5 separate regions of the Mus musculus genome follow, and regions 1, 2, 3 and 4 are each linked to region 5. A link is a contact called in public Hi-C, HiChIP or PLAC-seq, capture Hi-C and promoter capture Hi-C data. All regions are on one chromosome and are shown on one strand. Each heading gives the region's core, a stretch centred on a gene start, on an enhancer-like site or on the middle of the called end of the contact. The rest is flanking DNA. Distances are from core to core; before and after follow the strand shown.

Region 1 (2,770 bases), core at 147-2,646, 130 kb before region 5:
CCCACCAACACCTTCCTGTTAGAGTTAGATCCCTGCTGCTCAGGTTGGTCCCATTAGTCACCCACCCATAAGACTTGCCCTAATAGTTTGGTCGCTATTGCCCAAAGGAAGATTCTAGATACTAGATCCTCCATCATATGAAGAAGTGGCTCACCTAGGAGACTGAGAAGTGAGTCGTCTGGCCTTCTCAAGATCCACCCCTGTCTCCTACTGCTCAGGCGCAGGCCCGATTCTTAGAGCTGTAGGCTTCTGGGTGGTACCTTTGGGCTGATGATTCTGACTTAGCCCAACTGAGGACTATGGCCCTAAATACTCAAGGGGACCTAATAAGATTATGTGAAGAAATACCTGTCCCCAAAGAGCTGCTTGTCTTTCTCTGGGCTCCCCAGAGAGACTCTAAGCTCAACATGCACACGATTATGTGAGTGTACTGGGGCCAGGGAGACAAGGGAGAGAAAGCCCACTGTGGACAGGACTGGGAAATGTTCTCAGGGGTCCTGGGTCACATTGACAAATGCATTCCTTACATTTATTTGAGATCAAAAAGTGTCATGGCCACTGTCCTTAGTCACCCAGTAGCCTGAAAAGGCCCATCCCCCTGTCTTCTACCTTCTAAATATTTTTATACATTTGTTATGGGGGAGCAGGAACACATGAGGGTCAGAGGACAGCCTGCAGGAGTCCCCTTCTTCCAGCATGGAAGGCCAGCAGGCTTGGTGGGCAGCATCGATGCTTGCTGAGTGATCTTGCCGGCTCTCTCCGTCTTCGTAAAAACTGACGCTAAGGTTTTCTAAGACACTGACCCTTGGAATTTCATGGGGCAAAGGACTCGCTTCCCAGATGAGAAGGTTGAGTTGACTGAGCATCCAGGCTTAGCTGTGCTAGGGACCATCTTGTGAGTGTGTGCCAGGCAGCTCCTGTGGTGGAGCCCCAACGTGTTGCCCCTCTCTCTCTGGGTCTTCGAAGCTGAACTTAACACCATCGCCCCCATCATTTCCAACTTCTTCCTCTGCTCCTACGCCCTCATCAATTTCAGCTGCTTCCATGCCTCCATCACCAACTCACCTGGTGAGCAGACTCTCTCCCAACCACAAAAAAGTGGGGAGGAACGGGGAGGGGTAGGGGGGAGACGGGGAGGCATGGTGGAGGTGGACAGCCTACATTTAAAACCACACGAAGGGAATCTTTGTACCCTAACAAAGCCAGCCATTCTTTACAGAGCATAGTGCATCCTTTACGGGGGATGGAGGTTGTTCTATAGTTCCACCCTTCACCAATTTCTCGGGTGTCAGAAGTCTTGATTGCTCAGAAAGGGATGAATTTCCTAGTCACGGAAGGTGTAGCTGTTTGTGCACAGATGACCGCTAGGGGGCGCTGTTTATACTGCAGCAATTTAATTGCATAGATTTTTGGAGTGGTGGTTCTGCTTCTTCGGCTGCTGCAAACCTTCTAGCAGATGGCAATAGAGAGCAGAGAAATACTTGAATCCCAGATCTTCAAAGGGCCTGTTATCCTGCCACTTTCCAGACAGAACACACTGTGCCTGGCACTCTTAGAGATGCACCATGGTACAGTGGTCACTAGAAGTGGCCCTAAAATAGCACAGAGCTAGGAAGAATCAAGTCCTCTTTTCATCCCTTTAATCTCCTGGGTTCCATAAGACCCTTGGGATCTGGTACTGTTGCTGATGTTGGGACTGTGTTTGACCAGGTCTGGATGTTTCCTTCCTGGTATAGCTTGTCACCATGGTGAAATAAATGCCCAACAGGCAAGATTGTGGTACTCCCTAGAGCCTTCCTACCCCACCCCGGGAGTTAAGGCTGGTGGGGCCCTAGAGGTAGTGGGTACAGGCCAGGACAGCAGCACCCGATTGTGGAAGCATGGAGATTGCTGTAGCTCTGGGAAGGAGAATGCTCCTGAGCATGCGCATGTGCACTGGCCTGGCCCCGCCCAGGATGGAGACCCTCCTTCCGATACTACAGCAAGTGGGCGGCGCTGTTTGGGGCAGTGATCTCGGTGGTCATCATGTTCCTGCTTACCTGGTGGGCTGCTCTCATTGCCATCGGAGTCGTCCTCTTCCTCCTGCTCTATGTGATCTACAAGAAGCCAGGTGTGTGGCCACTGACCCCTGAGGCCCCCAACTCCCTGCCTGGGTAGCCATGTAGCCTGGCAGGCCCCTCATCCCAGCTGGAGCCTGGCCTTGGCTTCACCCTCAAGTGGGACTCAGGCTGGCCTCTACCACAGCCTTCCTGAGCTCGGTGCTCAAAGGAAAATGCCCACTGAGAGCCAGATTTCTTCTGTCAGATTCCTAGAGGGGCTACTTGCTAATGTGTACATACAGGGCAGGGTGACCAAGAGTGACTGTGCAAAGGTGGGCACTGAGAAAAACTGTCTACCTGCATGAGGCAGGGTCCTGGATGGACTGCAGTCTGAGGGAGGTAACCGTAAACCTCTACATCTGAACATGGCCTTCTAGATGGTCACAGAGGTCTGCTTGTCTAATGGGAGTTCAACCCCTAGCTCCATGTCCTTGAATTAGGTGGCCATATATGTGGCACTTGGAGTCAGACTTGCACTCATTAGGAACAGAGATGCCACCTGTCCATCAATCCACGGCCTTGCTCCCAAGGTGCTCTGTGCCTAAGAGAGCAGGACAGTCCCTCCTCCCCCCCACCGCCACAGGACTGGTTGCTTCCTGCAGTTCTGAGTCTTGTTCTCGCCTCTCTACCCACAGAGGTGAACTGGGGTTCCTCAGTACAGGCTGGCTCCT
Region 2 (2,785 bases), core at 37-2,536, 130 kb after region 5:
GAAACACAGGAGCTGCCTTTATTTCAACTCAGCTCCTTCTGTCATAGAAAGTTCTACAGATTCCTTTCAAATATCTCAGAAGCAGTACCCGCCAAACCATTTTGCTTGGTAGTTTATACTCTGCTTTGTTTTCTGGCAGTCTTGCTAAGGAAGCCAGGCCTGTCTCCAACTGACAGTCCCCCACACCCACACACAGCCTCGTGGTCCTAGGATTACAGGTACAAGCCACTACACGGAGCTCCTCCAAACCATTTTTATGATGTCTCTGGGGACACTTCAATAAATCAATTCACTTAACCAACGAAACTTGCTACACAGGTTGACAAGTCGCTGCAAATCCTACAGAGGTTCATATTAGACTTTGTGGGGTCCACTCTAGACTTAAACAATCAGACTGACCCAAGGGTGCAGCACAGGGTTTGCATTTTAAAACCAAGGGCCACAGACCTTGTGTTCCCCCAAGAAGCCATTTCCATGACCAATAGTTCTCCCTTTCCCTCTGCGTGGACTGGCATTCCAAGGGCACCAACTCTCAAAGAAGACATTTCAACGACCGGTTGTGTTCTAATAAAATAAGCACACAGCCTTGTTTCCTACTAGAAGAGAATGAGCGAGGCGCTGCAACGGGGAAATTTATTATGTACCCATCCTGCAACTACACACTTCGGGATTCAACGATGCTCAAGTCGGCATTCCACGTTTTCTAAGGAGCGAGGAGCTGCTCCGAATGGAACCGAGGCAGCAGCTCACTTTAGGCCTGATGGCTCCAGCTAACCGCAAAGTGCTGAAAGAAGACAAGGGGCCCGGCAGCTCGGGCGCGTAAGAAAGAGTCGGAACCTCCCACCACGACCGCCACGCCGTCCCGCAGACTCCCGCGGCTCCGCTCCGGAGTGGGCACCGCAAACTCCCAAGCCGGGCGACTCAGGACACCGCACTAGAAAGGACCGCGGGCTGGAGACAAACCTGGGCTCTAATCCTAACTCTGGCTTGGAGTTCACCCTCTCCACGGCCGAGAAGCCTGGTTTCGCCTCCCGGCGCGGACCCAGGCCGCACTCACCTACGAGAGCGCGGGAGGCGAGCCGCCCTCACCTCCGCGGCGCCTACCGTAAACCGTCGCCGCCAAGGCCACTCTCGCTCTTAAAAAACTAGAAAAGAAACCAAGAAAAGAACGACGGCTTAAAGGAAGAAAACACACTTCGCTATTGTATTCCTTTTGACCCTTCGGGGCTTCCTGTTCCTTACAGCCACAACACATTTCCACCCCGCTTCCGGCGGCATAGTCCAATCAACAGCTCTCTCCCTCCCCGAGCGCCTCGTGGAAATCCGGTGCTCCAAGACCGTATGGAGCGATCTGATTGGGTCGTTCGCCCTTCGGCAAGGGGATTAGCTGGTTCATTCCAGGCTGGCGGGCCGACCCGCGAGATCACGTGACACAAATCTTGACTGATGATTGGCTGTCTGAGAGAGAGGGCTTGCCACTGAGGAAGGGGCGTTTCCTAGGGGACTGAGGGAGGGCCCGGGCGGTGTGAAGCGGGGGTGGGCCCCTGCGCGTAATGGCAGTGCCGTGTCCCCGCGTCCATCTTTACCGCTCTCTTGGACCTGTCACAAAGGAGTCGCGCCGCTGTCGCTGTCCCCTCCCTCCGGTGGGCCCAGGAGCTAGTGCAAGTCAGTGCCACAGCCCGACCGCGCTGCTCTGGGAAGCCCCTTGGGGACGTGGCCGGGGAGGGAGCTTGAGGGCTAGCGACGCCTGTGAAGGAAGGGGACAGCCGCTGAAGCCTGGGTCGGAGAGACTGGACTGGGGCCGTGGCCGTCTCCGGGCAGGGGTCTTGGAGAGGGTGGCGTTGGTCAGAGCCTGGGAAGCAGCCGGCACACTCTCCTCCGAGGCCCGCGCTGGAGGCGCCTGAAAGCGGTTCCTGGAAGAGGGTGTTCCCCTTTAGGGGATCTTGACTGAAGGAGGTCCTGGGGTCACCCTCCCGAGGAGACTGGCTAAGGTGAGAAGCAGGTACCTCCTGGGGAGGCTCCGGACGCGGAGAGACCCTCGTTCGGGCTCCTCGGAACCGAAGGGGCCGAGGGGCGCACGTCGTGGGCAGGGATTCCTTCTGGGGAGTTTTGCGTTGCAGTGGGAAGCCGACTTCCCCTGGGATGGTCTGGTGTTGCCTTGGGGTGGAGAGTTCGACGTGAAGCGAGGCTGGGGAGAGTTCTTCGCCTTAGAGAGAGGCTGGAGGCGGGAGCCAGACCTAGCGGATTCTCCTACTCTCCAGGCCTGAGCTAAATATTAAGTAAAAAACCCTTGGGGAGGGCAGTCCTTTCCGTTGGAAAGCCCTAGATCGGGATGGTAAGCGGAAACGGGGATAGTCGGGGTTCTTCCCTCACTCTGGAGTCTGACTAGGTGTCCCAGAGTAAGGATTCTGCTGCCTCTGGCCTTCGCGCCAGAGTGGGACAGGGGAGTCATCCCACCAGCAGCACCCCCAAGCGAGCCTCCAAATTTGGCATTACTTCCTGCCGGGCCCGCTGTCTGCCTCACTTTCCCTGTTCTTACAGAGGGAGACCTAGTTAGAGCTACTGGGCTGAAACTCTTGAGATTCTGTCTTGCGCAGATGTCCGAGTAAGGTTTCGTCCCCTGGAGTGATGTACTTTGAACTTTTTTAAAGTTGGCAGTGTCTGTTACCGTCTGAGTAGAGTCGTGCAGTCTCCCAGGCTCCTCACTTAACCCATCTGCTTGTCCTTCCTTAGTTGAAGTGACTTGACATCTTAGAGTTTCTTCTGTAAAATAATCAACGCTGTG
Region 3 (2,865 bases), core at 11-2,510, 220 kb after region 5:
TGGTCCCAGAAGAGAGCCTCATGCTACCCTCCCTGATCTCATCAAAACCAAACAGTACCCAAAACCACTCCAGGAGAAGACATTAAAATGCAAATTTCTTGCTGCGCTTTTGGAGATTCAAAGAGCAGTTTCACATTTTTTCCGGGGTTGGGGCCCAAGAATCTGAATTTTAAACAAACCCAGGGAGGAGACGGAGGGGGAAGGGGGAAGGGGGAAGGGGGAAGGGCGAAGGCTCACCAAGGAAGATCAGAAATCTCGAAACCAAGATAGTATGTATGCCCTAGGTGGAGATGGCCCAGGAAAGCCTCCCGACTCCCCAGCCCGGCCTGGCAGCCTGGCTCGAGGTGCCCACTGGAGGGATGATGACAGAAACAGATGCATGCCCACCTGCGGTGCTACCCTATTCCTCTACCAGCGGACCTCTCAGTTAATGGAGACCGTTCCCTAGGGGCAGCCACAGGCCTCCAGACCCTCGCAGGAGGGGACTATGAAAAGACAGCTGACATCTCAGAATGCACCCAATGGGAACGGGCAACTCTAGGATCTTCAGCTGGGACCTGCACAGAGTACGGGGGATGGCAGACACGTGGTTTCTTGCCTCTGCGAATCTCCACAGCCCAAGGAAGGAGATTCGACCAGCAGACCCTGGGTAGGTGCCCTGGTGGGAGCGCGCGTGTCAGAGCCACTGATGTGGTGTTCTGCCCTGTCCAGGAGGGCTACAGAGCGGTCGCATTTAGTGGTTAAAGCCGGGTGAAGAGGAGGGCAGTGGACTTTGCCCGGCGGAGAAAGCCAGGGCACGGTCCCAGAGGGAAGGGGGAAGGGTAGAAGAGAAGGGACAGACTGGCGGACAGTTGTGCGCAGCTATCTCAGCTACGGTATCGCCACGGTAACCACCCGGGTAGGGTGTGTATGGTCCCCTCCACAAGAGTCATGCTGTGCTCGCAGGGATGTCACACGAGCGTCCCCAGGTGCAAGCTTCCCGGCGATCTTGGGAGTGAGCGTCCCGGGGGTCCCCGGAGAGTCCCCCATCCAGTCCCCGAGCTACCCGGCTCACCAGCTGCAGAAGCGCGAGCACCCCAAGAGCGGAGCGCACGAAGCCCAGATCCGGTCGCAGCGCAGACACAGAGGCTCCCACGCCCTGCGCGGGGCTGCTGGTCCTCGTGCTCACTTTCGACGGGAACTCCGCCATAGCGATCGCGAGCCTACGACGCTCTGGCCGCGCTCCCGGCGCTGCTCCGGGGCTGCGACTGCGGCTCCGGCTGCTGGCGCTGCTTGGGTACCCTAGACAGAACTCACAGGTGCGCGAAGCCCAGCCCCGCTCCGCCCGAGGCCCCGCCCCTTCTTGAGGCCCCGCCCCTTAACCCTGGGTTCGCCTGTTTGGATAGAGATTTTGAAGAAGTCCGTAGACCGATCTACAGACAGCCAGGCAGGAAAAAATAAATCCAGGTAGTGGCAACTGCTGCTGTGACTGAATCTAACAGGGCGAGGCAGAGTGACCAGGAGATTTTTAGATGGTTGTTTTAGGGTCTCTATTACGGTGGTAGAAAACCATGACCAAAAGCAAATTGGGGAAGAAAGGGTTTATTTGTCTTATGCTTCCATATCATTGCTCATCACTGAAGGAAATCAGGACAGGAACTCAAGCAGGGCAGAGACCTGGAGGCAGGAGCCGATGCAGAGGCCATGGAGGGGTGCTGCTTACTGGCTTGCTTCCCCTGGCTTGCTCAGCCTGCTTTCTTATAGAACCCAGGACCCAGGGATGGCACCGCTCACAATGGACTGGGCCCTCCTCCATCAATCACTGAGAAAATTCTCTACAGGGCTTGCCTAGAGCCCGATCTTATAGAGGCATTTTCTCAATCCAGGTTCCCTCCTCTTGGATTGCTATAGCTTGTATTAAGTTGACAGAAAAGGAAGGAGCACATTAGTCAAGGAAGACCTGTCAGAAGTGGTGACATTTGTGCAGAGGCCTGAATCTGTGAGTAGGAGGAAACCTTGGGAGGATTTAAGTGAGGAGCAAAGGCGCAGTGGCAGGACCAACCTAGGCAGTTGGGGAAATAGAAAGCAGGTCCCCAAAGGGACTGGAGCTGAGCACATGAGGGTGACACTGACCCCCAGTGGGTAAGGACCAGGTCACAGAAGCTGTGTAGGTGACTGTACTATCCTATGGCTCCTTGTGACAACTTATCACAAGCTCAAGGTCCTAACAAAAGTTTCTTCTCAGTGATGGAGGCTAGATATGCAAAGGCATCATCACGGAGACACAGTCATGGTGTCCTGAGCTCAGGCAACCTCTGGGGTACTTTTGCCCACTTTTTGTCTTGAGACAGGAGATTGCTCTGTAATCCAGACTGACTTCATGCTTTTGACATTCCTCGTACCTCAGGTCTTTGCAGGCTGGGATTACAGATGACCTGCCGGCAGGGGATTCTGGTACCCTACCTAGCTCTGCCTCTCCTCGTATCATCAACTCTCCTCTTACTATGCACAAGATATCTCTCTCTCTCTCTCTCTCTCTCTCTCTCTCTCTCTCTCTCTCTCTCTCTCTCTCTCATCTCTTTTGTAAGGATATGGTCATGACTATATTGCCCATCAGATAATACAGTTCAATATCCTCAAATCAGGAATTTTAAGTATTTATTCAATCACCCCATCACTAACATTCTGCAAAGATTCCTTCTTCTTTTTTTCTTTTGAAAGACAAAGTCTCATGTAACCCTGGAACTTTTTTTTTTTTTTTTTTTTTTTTTTTGGTTTTTCGAGACAGGGTTTCTCTGTATAGCCCTGGCTGTCCTAGAACTCAATCTGTAGACCAGGCTGGCCTCAAACTCAGAAATCCACCTGCTCTGCCTCCCAAGTGCTGGG
Region 4 (2,705 bases), core at 193-2,692, 190 kb after region 5:
GATATAGAAAAAGGATCTAATAGGATCTTAGTTGTCTGCTCTGAGCTGTCTTACCAGTGCTCAATGGAACAGAATTTTTAGATGCTTGTCCTAGTTTGCTTATCAGAGCTGTGACAAAACACTAATCAAAACCAATTTGTGAGAAGAAAGGGTTTATTTTGTTTCCACTTCCATGCAACAGTCCATAACTGAGGGAAGTTGAGATAGGAACCTGAAGGCAGGAACTGAAGTAGATAAAGAAATGCTGTTAACTGGTTTGTTCTCCATAGCATGCTGAGCTTCCTTACATAGATCCTACACCTGCCCAGATATGGCACCACCCACAGAGGACTGGGCCTTCCCTCAGTCATTAAAATAATCCACATTCAAAACCAGGAGGTGATGGCACATGGCCTTTAATCCAAGTGCTTGGAAGGCAGAGGCAGGTGAGTCTCGAGTTCAAGGCCAGCTTGATCTACAGAGTGAGTTCCAGGACAGCCAGGGCAACACAGAGAAACCCTGTCTTGATGAAAAAAGACAGACACACACAAAATCAACTTCTTTCCAGGTCACTCAGGTCAAGCTGACAAAAAACCTACCAGCACGCCTGTCTTCAGCTTGACCAGGATACTCTGATCTTCCAGTGTCTTTGAAATCATCTTGGTTCCTGATGCTGTTAAGATAGATCCATGGATACACATTTTATGTCCATTCCAAAATGATTCAGATTGGCCACGTAACCCTAATTCATACCATAAATTTTCTAGTTATGTACTACACATTTGGCTAAAAGGTATCAGACCACCAAAGAGGCATGCTTAAAAAGGGGGCGGGGGGGGGGGGCGATCCCAGGAAACCTTTCTTCATGGTGTGGCAGTTTTAGAGGGGACTTTCTCCAAAGCAGTTATTCAATTTCTGATTACATCTCTCTCAGTGGTTGTCAACATTTTTGTGCTGCATAATTACCCAAGGAACCACTTACTGCCTAATAATTGTTTACGGGTTTGGTGCGAGTAAGCTGGCAGCAAACTCACTATGTAGCTGAGCAGGTCTTGAATGCCTTAAACCTCCACCTTCCAAGTGCTGGGACTACAGACGCATGCCACAACGCACTGCTTTTGATTTGAAGATCACAAATTAAGTTACAAGTCATCCACTTAATGCCGTGGACCCTTCCATACTTCCAAGAAGTAACTCTCTAGTAAATCAGACGTCTGCATTATCTAGGACAAACTATGAGAGTGGCTTTCGAGCAATTTGGCTATTTCTAGCGCTCTTAAAACACGGTTTCAACTACCTGATCTTTACAATTCCTAAATTGAAAATGAAGAAACCGAGGCTCTTGGCTCCAATTCTTTCATCCAGAAAAAAAAAAAAAAAGTCTACTGCCACCATTTTTTGCAGTCTTCTGCGTGAGACCGGGAACCTGAGGCTGTGATTGGCTGCTGGAACCGCGGGTAACCATAGTGACAGGAGGCGGGGCTGCGAGCTCCGTCTGCCCTAACACACCGGCGGGGTAGCCCCGCGAGAGGCCGGCGGGCGCTGGGCCCAGCCAGGAGCCGCAGCCCCGTCCTCGCGCGATCGCCGGGCGGGGCGTGGGTGCGGCCTTCTGCGGGCCCTTGATGCAGTTGAGGCCGCGCGGGTCAGAGAGGATCCCGGCCCGGCGGCGGGCGCGGTAGGAAGCGGCAGGGCCCCGGGCCCGGGCCGGTGACTGCGGCGCCCCTACGATGGACGCCCTAGAAGAAGAGAGCTTCGCGCTGTCCTTGTAAGTGAAGCGGCCAGGGTCTGCTCGACCTCGGCCTGCGGACGTCCTCTGGGTTGCGGGCTGGCCGGTCGAGGCTCCGCTCTAGCGGGGCGTTTTCTTCCCGTGGCCACCACGGGCATATGTCACAGATAACCAGCGCTTCCATCACAATCCTCTGGCCTCAATCGTGGCCGTCAGCAAAAACCCAGAGGCCTTGAGCTGCCCAGGCTGGCGGCGGCCTCACCGCCTGTCTAAAGCCACTCCTGACCAGTTACCCCCTAGGCCGGTGCCACTCCCGCGTGCGGTCACATTCACCAGCAGATAGGTGTGGCGTTAAGAGCCAGGATGCGGTGAGTAAATCCTGCGGGTAATAAACGCGGAAGTATGAAGTTGTGCCGCACCAGCCTCAGCTACCCAAATTGTTGGCTGCTTTTGTGATTGTCATACCGGTTTTCGTCACGAGTGTTTTCCTGTGTTTGTAATTTCTGTACTAGACAATAATCCTTGATTGGTGAAACTGAGTGATGGGAGGATCATCTTGCTATTATTTTTATGCACGTTGGGAATCTTACATTTTAAAAAATGCTAGTGGGCTTTGTTGTGATTGCCTGGTGTGTGCAAGGCCTTGGGTTCAATGCCCTTACCCACAGAAAACACAAGTTCAGCTCGAAAAATAATTATTTGGACCGGCACCTAATCCTGATGTGTTTTTTCAGCTCCTCCGCCTCTGATGCAGAATTTGATGCTGTGGTTGGATGTTTAGAGGACATTATTATGGGTAAGTTTCGACACTACTAAGTGACTTGTGCCCCTCTAGTTCCTATGGTCAATTCCTTGATTTAAATCAAGTAGACCCTTGCTTTACAACAATTTTTTAATGTATTCATTTACATATGTGATGGATCGTGGGTGGGGTTGTTGCCAGGAGACTATGGCTATGTGGAGCTCAGAGGACAACTTTGTGGAGTTGGTTCTCTCCTTC
Region 5 (2,700 bases), core at 164-2,663:
CACAGCCACGGTAGCTTCCTGCTGCCTATGGAGTTACTAGCTCACAAATATCAGTTATTATTTTAGGCTTCTGCTTTGTAAATGCCCTGTGCCTTCTGTTGGAACTCTTCCCAGCAGGCTTTTGGTGAGTTTCAGTCTAGAGGGGGAGACTGGAGAGATGGTTCAGCAGTTAAGAGTTCTTGTTGCTTGTCTAGAGGCCCCAGGTTTAGATCCAAGCCCCCACATCAGATGGCTCAGAACTGCTTTGGAACTTCAGCTCCAGAGAATCCAGTGACCTCTTCTGGCCTGTGCAGGTGCCTACCAGTATGTGGCATTCAGTCACACAGACACAGACTCATAAATAAAAATAAAAATAAAAATAAATCTTTGGGATGAGGTCAGCTTAAAGAGAAAAAGCAGATGTTTTGTGTTAGTTTAAGACTTCAGTTCACTCTAAGCAGAAATCCTTAAATGCATTTTGAACCAAATAGAAATGTATCTCTCCATCATATAGTGGAAGGCTAAAGTCATAGAGTCCAGGGAAGATAAGCACCTTTACCCACACATTTCTCAGCCCCAGCTTCTACCTCATGACCCAACATAGCTGCCCAAGGGCTAGCCATCCTGTTGACATTCCAGTCACCAGGAAGAAGCAAAGGAAGGCAGTTAACATTTGACTTGCATCCCACTGGCCAATCCTCCCATGATGCAGCTGCATCTAACTAGCTACATCTATTCTGGATGACCAGGGAATAGTTGGGAATTATACTACTAAGAAAGAAAGGAAGGACAATATTAGGGGATGGCTAGATGACTTTGTCCTGAAGTTAACCCAGACTGAAAGCAGCACATCTGGTCCGTGGAACAGCATCCTTAGAGACCCATATACTTTGATGAGCTGATAGTGCGTTCTGCTTAGCCAGAGTATAGTTAAGGATAAGAAGCAGGCCCATCTCTGAAGTTGATTGTGAGGAGATACATGGGAGAGGCAAAGTTACTTTTCTGTTGCTTTAATAGAATTCACTAACAATAGAGAAAGGAGTCCTTTGGCTCACAGCTCAAGGGTGCAGTCCATCACCTGGGAAGTCAATGTGACCACAGCTTGAAACATTGAATCCACTGTCAGGAAGCAGAGAGTGATAAATGCTAGTGCCCAGATCCCTTCCTTCACTTCATATGGTCCAGGATCCCCTGCCCAGGGAATTATGCTATCCACTGCCAAGATGGATCTTCCCATATCAATTATGTAGTGCAGATAATCCTCTACAAGTTCAGCCAGAGGCTCATCTCCCAGATGATTCTAGATTCGGTTGGCATTCGGCTAAGGGCACATAAACACACCCACCCCAAGGCCACTTACCCCAGCCTGCCTGCCCCCTACTCACCTACCCCCAGTTCACCTGTTTTCCTTCCTCTCTGCACGGCCAGCTTCTGATGGACGCTGAGAGCATCCGACTGAACAATGAAAACCTGTGGGCCTGGCTTGTGAGGCTGCTGAGCAAAAACCCAGAATGGCTGAGTGCCAAGCTTAGGTCCTTCCTCCCGACCATGGACCTGGACTGCAGCTATGAGCCCTCCAACCCTGAGGTCATCCACCGTCAGCTCAACAGGCTGTTCGCCCAAGGCATGGCCACCTGGAAGTCTTTCATCAATGATCTGTGCTTCGAGCTTGATGTACCTTTGGACATGGAGATACCACTAGTGAGCATCTGGGGCCCAAGAGATGGTAAGGGCTCAAACGGGAGGTTCAAGGCTGCCAGTACAGCCTTGTGGCCTGGAGAGCTCCAGAACCCACAGTGATCCATCTGGTCACACAGAGAGGACACACAGAGGACATACATTCCAAATGCCTTCAGTGACCAAACGGCTTCCTTCTGCAGGGCAGCCAGGAGACCACAGCCTCTACTAATAAGCAGGAAAGTTTGACTGCTCTGTTTGGCACTTTCTTGACCATAGGACTGAGGAGCAGCACAGGATGCTAAGGGACAAGGAGTCCTTAGATAAAAAGTGGGGACTCATCCATGAGCTCTACCAATGTAGAGGTGGGAGGAACATACTTATAAATACATGAGCAGACAGACAGCACACACATGCATGTGAACACGTACACACAGAGATTGATCCGTGTTGCAAGACGAGTCTGGTGAGTAGTCAACATCGCTGCCGACCTTGCGTGCTCACTCAGCTTCGCCCAGACGGCCAGGGGCATGACTGCCTGCCCCCCGGGGTCCAACAGCGCAATGACACCCGGGTCGCATTGGGGACAGTTCATCCAGTCCCCCGGGCCCCCTCCCCCGAGAGGTAGAGAGGCGACGGGGCTGGGGGTGACACTGCCCCATCCCCACCCCCAAGCCACCTTCCCTGCTGGGCCTTCCCAGCCATCCCGGAGCCGCCAGTCGCTGCGCACCACCAAGGTGAAAGTGCTGTGTGCAGACAAACATCCTCACTGTGTATATACATATACACTTCTGTCTATTGCTGCCTGCAGAGCGCACTGCCTGCTTCCCTGGCAGATGACTAGGCATCAGTTTTACATCCATGGAACCTCTGATTGTTCCCAGACAGACACCACTCAGAGCTACCCATGCACCCAATACCTTCAAGACACCGTATCCCACATCTTCTTCAATGGACTATGTCCTGCTCTGTTTTACAGAATTCTCTAAGCAGCTAGGGGCAGGAGAGGAGAGCTGCCCTGGACCTCAGCTGTACCATGGTGAG

The links. Hi-C and Micro-C count contacts between places; a contact is called where the count stands out from the background. HiChIP or PLAC-seq counts read pairs in DNA pulled down with a chosen protein or histone mark. Capture Hi-C pulls out chosen DNA fragments and counts their contacts.
Region 1: a Hi-C map of bone marrow-derived macrophages shows a contact between it and region 5, with 58 read pairs. The contact joins the enhancer-like site here to the promoter of Nlrc5 in region 5. A contact is called at or near these places in 4 of 39 promoter capture datasets (Sertoli cells, embryonic stem cells, hippocampal neurons and 1 more), 4 of 15 datasets of contacts at CTCF or cohesin (CD8 T cells, the NIH/3T3 cell line, embryonic stem cells and 1 more), 155 of 484 Hi-C or Micro-C datasets (the 3T3-L1 cell line, 3T3-L1-derived adipocytes, 8-cell embryo and 91 more), 28 of 115 datasets of contacts at active chromatin or transcription factors (the 230-238 cell line, CD4 T cells, CD4 single positive thymocytes and 19 more) and 5 of 9 other capture datasets (adipose tissue, embryonic stem cells, liver and 2 more).
Region 2: a promoter capture Hi-C map of liver shows a contact between it and region 5. The contact joins the promoter of Psme3ip1 here to the promoter of Nlrc5 in region 5. A contact is called at or near these places in 7 of 39 promoter capture datasets (hematopoietic stem and progenitor cells, hippocampal neurons, liver and 4 more), 2 of 484 Hi-C or Micro-C datasets (embryonic stem cells and nephron progenitors), 10 of 115 datasets of contacts at active chromatin or transcription factors (CD8 T cells, the SCID.adh cell line, bone marrow-derived dendritic cells and 5 more) and 3 of 9 other capture datasets (adipose tissue, liver and pancreatic islet).
Region 3: a contact with region 5 is called in an H3K4me3 HiChIP or PLAC-seq map of embryonic stem cells, with 4 times the contacts expected there. The contact joins the promoter of Pllp here to the promoter of Nlrc5 in region 5. A contact is called at or near these places in 8 of 39 promoter capture datasets (the 3T3-L1 cell line, the C10 cell line, the SN4741 cell line and 5 more), 1 of 15 datasets of contacts at CTCF or cohesin (large pre-B cells), 24 of 484 Hi-C or Micro-C datasets (the 3T3-L1 cell line, 3T3-L1-derived adipocytes, the AML12 cell line and 15 more), 6 of 115 datasets of contacts at active chromatin or transcription factors (bone marrow-derived macrophages, effector CD8 T cells, embryonic forebrain and 1 more) and 1 of 9 other capture datasets (liver).
Region 4: a capture Hi-C map of embryonic stem cells shows a contact between it and region 5, with 3 times the contacts expected there. The contact joins the promoter of Arl2bp here to the promoter of Nlrc5 in region 5. A contact is called at or near these places in 9 of 39 promoter capture datasets (the 3T3-L1 cell line, embryonic stem cells, hematopoietic stem and progenitor cells and 4 more), 2 of 484 Hi-C or Micro-C datasets (both in embryonic stem cells), 9 of 115 datasets of contacts at active chromatin or transcription factors (the 230-238 cell line, the SCID.adh cell line, effector CD8 T cells and 3 more) and 4 of 9 other capture datasets (adipose tissue, embryonic stem cells, liver and 1 more).

What each region holds. Positions count from the first base shown.
Region 1 is chr8:94,342,060-94,344,829 of GRCm38.p6, forward strand. It overlaps Slc12a3 (solute carrier family 12, member 3), which reads left to right. Exons shown (of 25, transcript NM_001205311.1): 13 at 967-1,068; 14 at 1,955-2,110; 15 at 2,735-2,770. Among named protein-coding and RNA genes, the nearest start is that of Slc12a3, 14 kb to the left of the region's middle. Within about 2 kb of position 1,397, at least 29 of the 459 cell types and tissues checked have an H3K27ac peak or open chromatin away from gene starts, as enhancers often do. A contact at or near this core is called in CD8 T cells, adipose tissue, bone marrow-derived macrophages and 5 more, where this site is marked.
Region 2 is chr8:94,600,440-94,603,224 of GRCm38.p6, forward strand. Psme3ip1 (proteasome activator subunit 3 interacting protein 1) reads right to left here and starts at 1,287. Exons shown (of 8, transcript NM_028221.4): 1 at 1,058-1,287. It overlaps Rspry1 (ring finger and SPRY domain containing 1), which reads left to right and starts at 1,502. Exons shown (of 15, transcript NM_026274.4): 1 at 1,502-1,991. LOC115486880 reads right to left here and starts at 2,452. Exons shown (of 2, transcript XM_030243886.1): 1 at 2,374-2,452; 2 at 1,177-2,206. The coding sequence starts at 2,452. The coding sequence ends at 1,497.
Region 3 is chr8:94,694,982-94,697,846 of GRCm38.p6, forward strand. Pllp (plasma membrane proteolipid) reads right to left here and starts at 1,261. Exons shown (of 4, transcript NM_026385.4): 1 at 1,055-1,261. The coding sequence starts at 1,189.
Region 4 is chr8:94,665,158-94,667,862 of GRCm38.p6, forward strand. It overlaps Arl2bp (ADP-ribosylation factor-like 2 binding protein), which reads left to right and starts at 1,443. Exons shown (of 6, transcript NM_024191.2): 1 at 1,443-1,744; 2 at 2,440-2,501. The coding sequence starts at 1,707.
Region 5 is chr8:94,471,350-94,474,049 of GRCm38.p6, forward strand. Nlrc5 (NLR family, CARD domain containing 5) reads left to right here and starts at 1,414. Exons shown (of 49, transcript NM_001033207.3): 1 at 1,414-1,705; 2 at 2,636-2,695. The coding sequence starts at 1,414.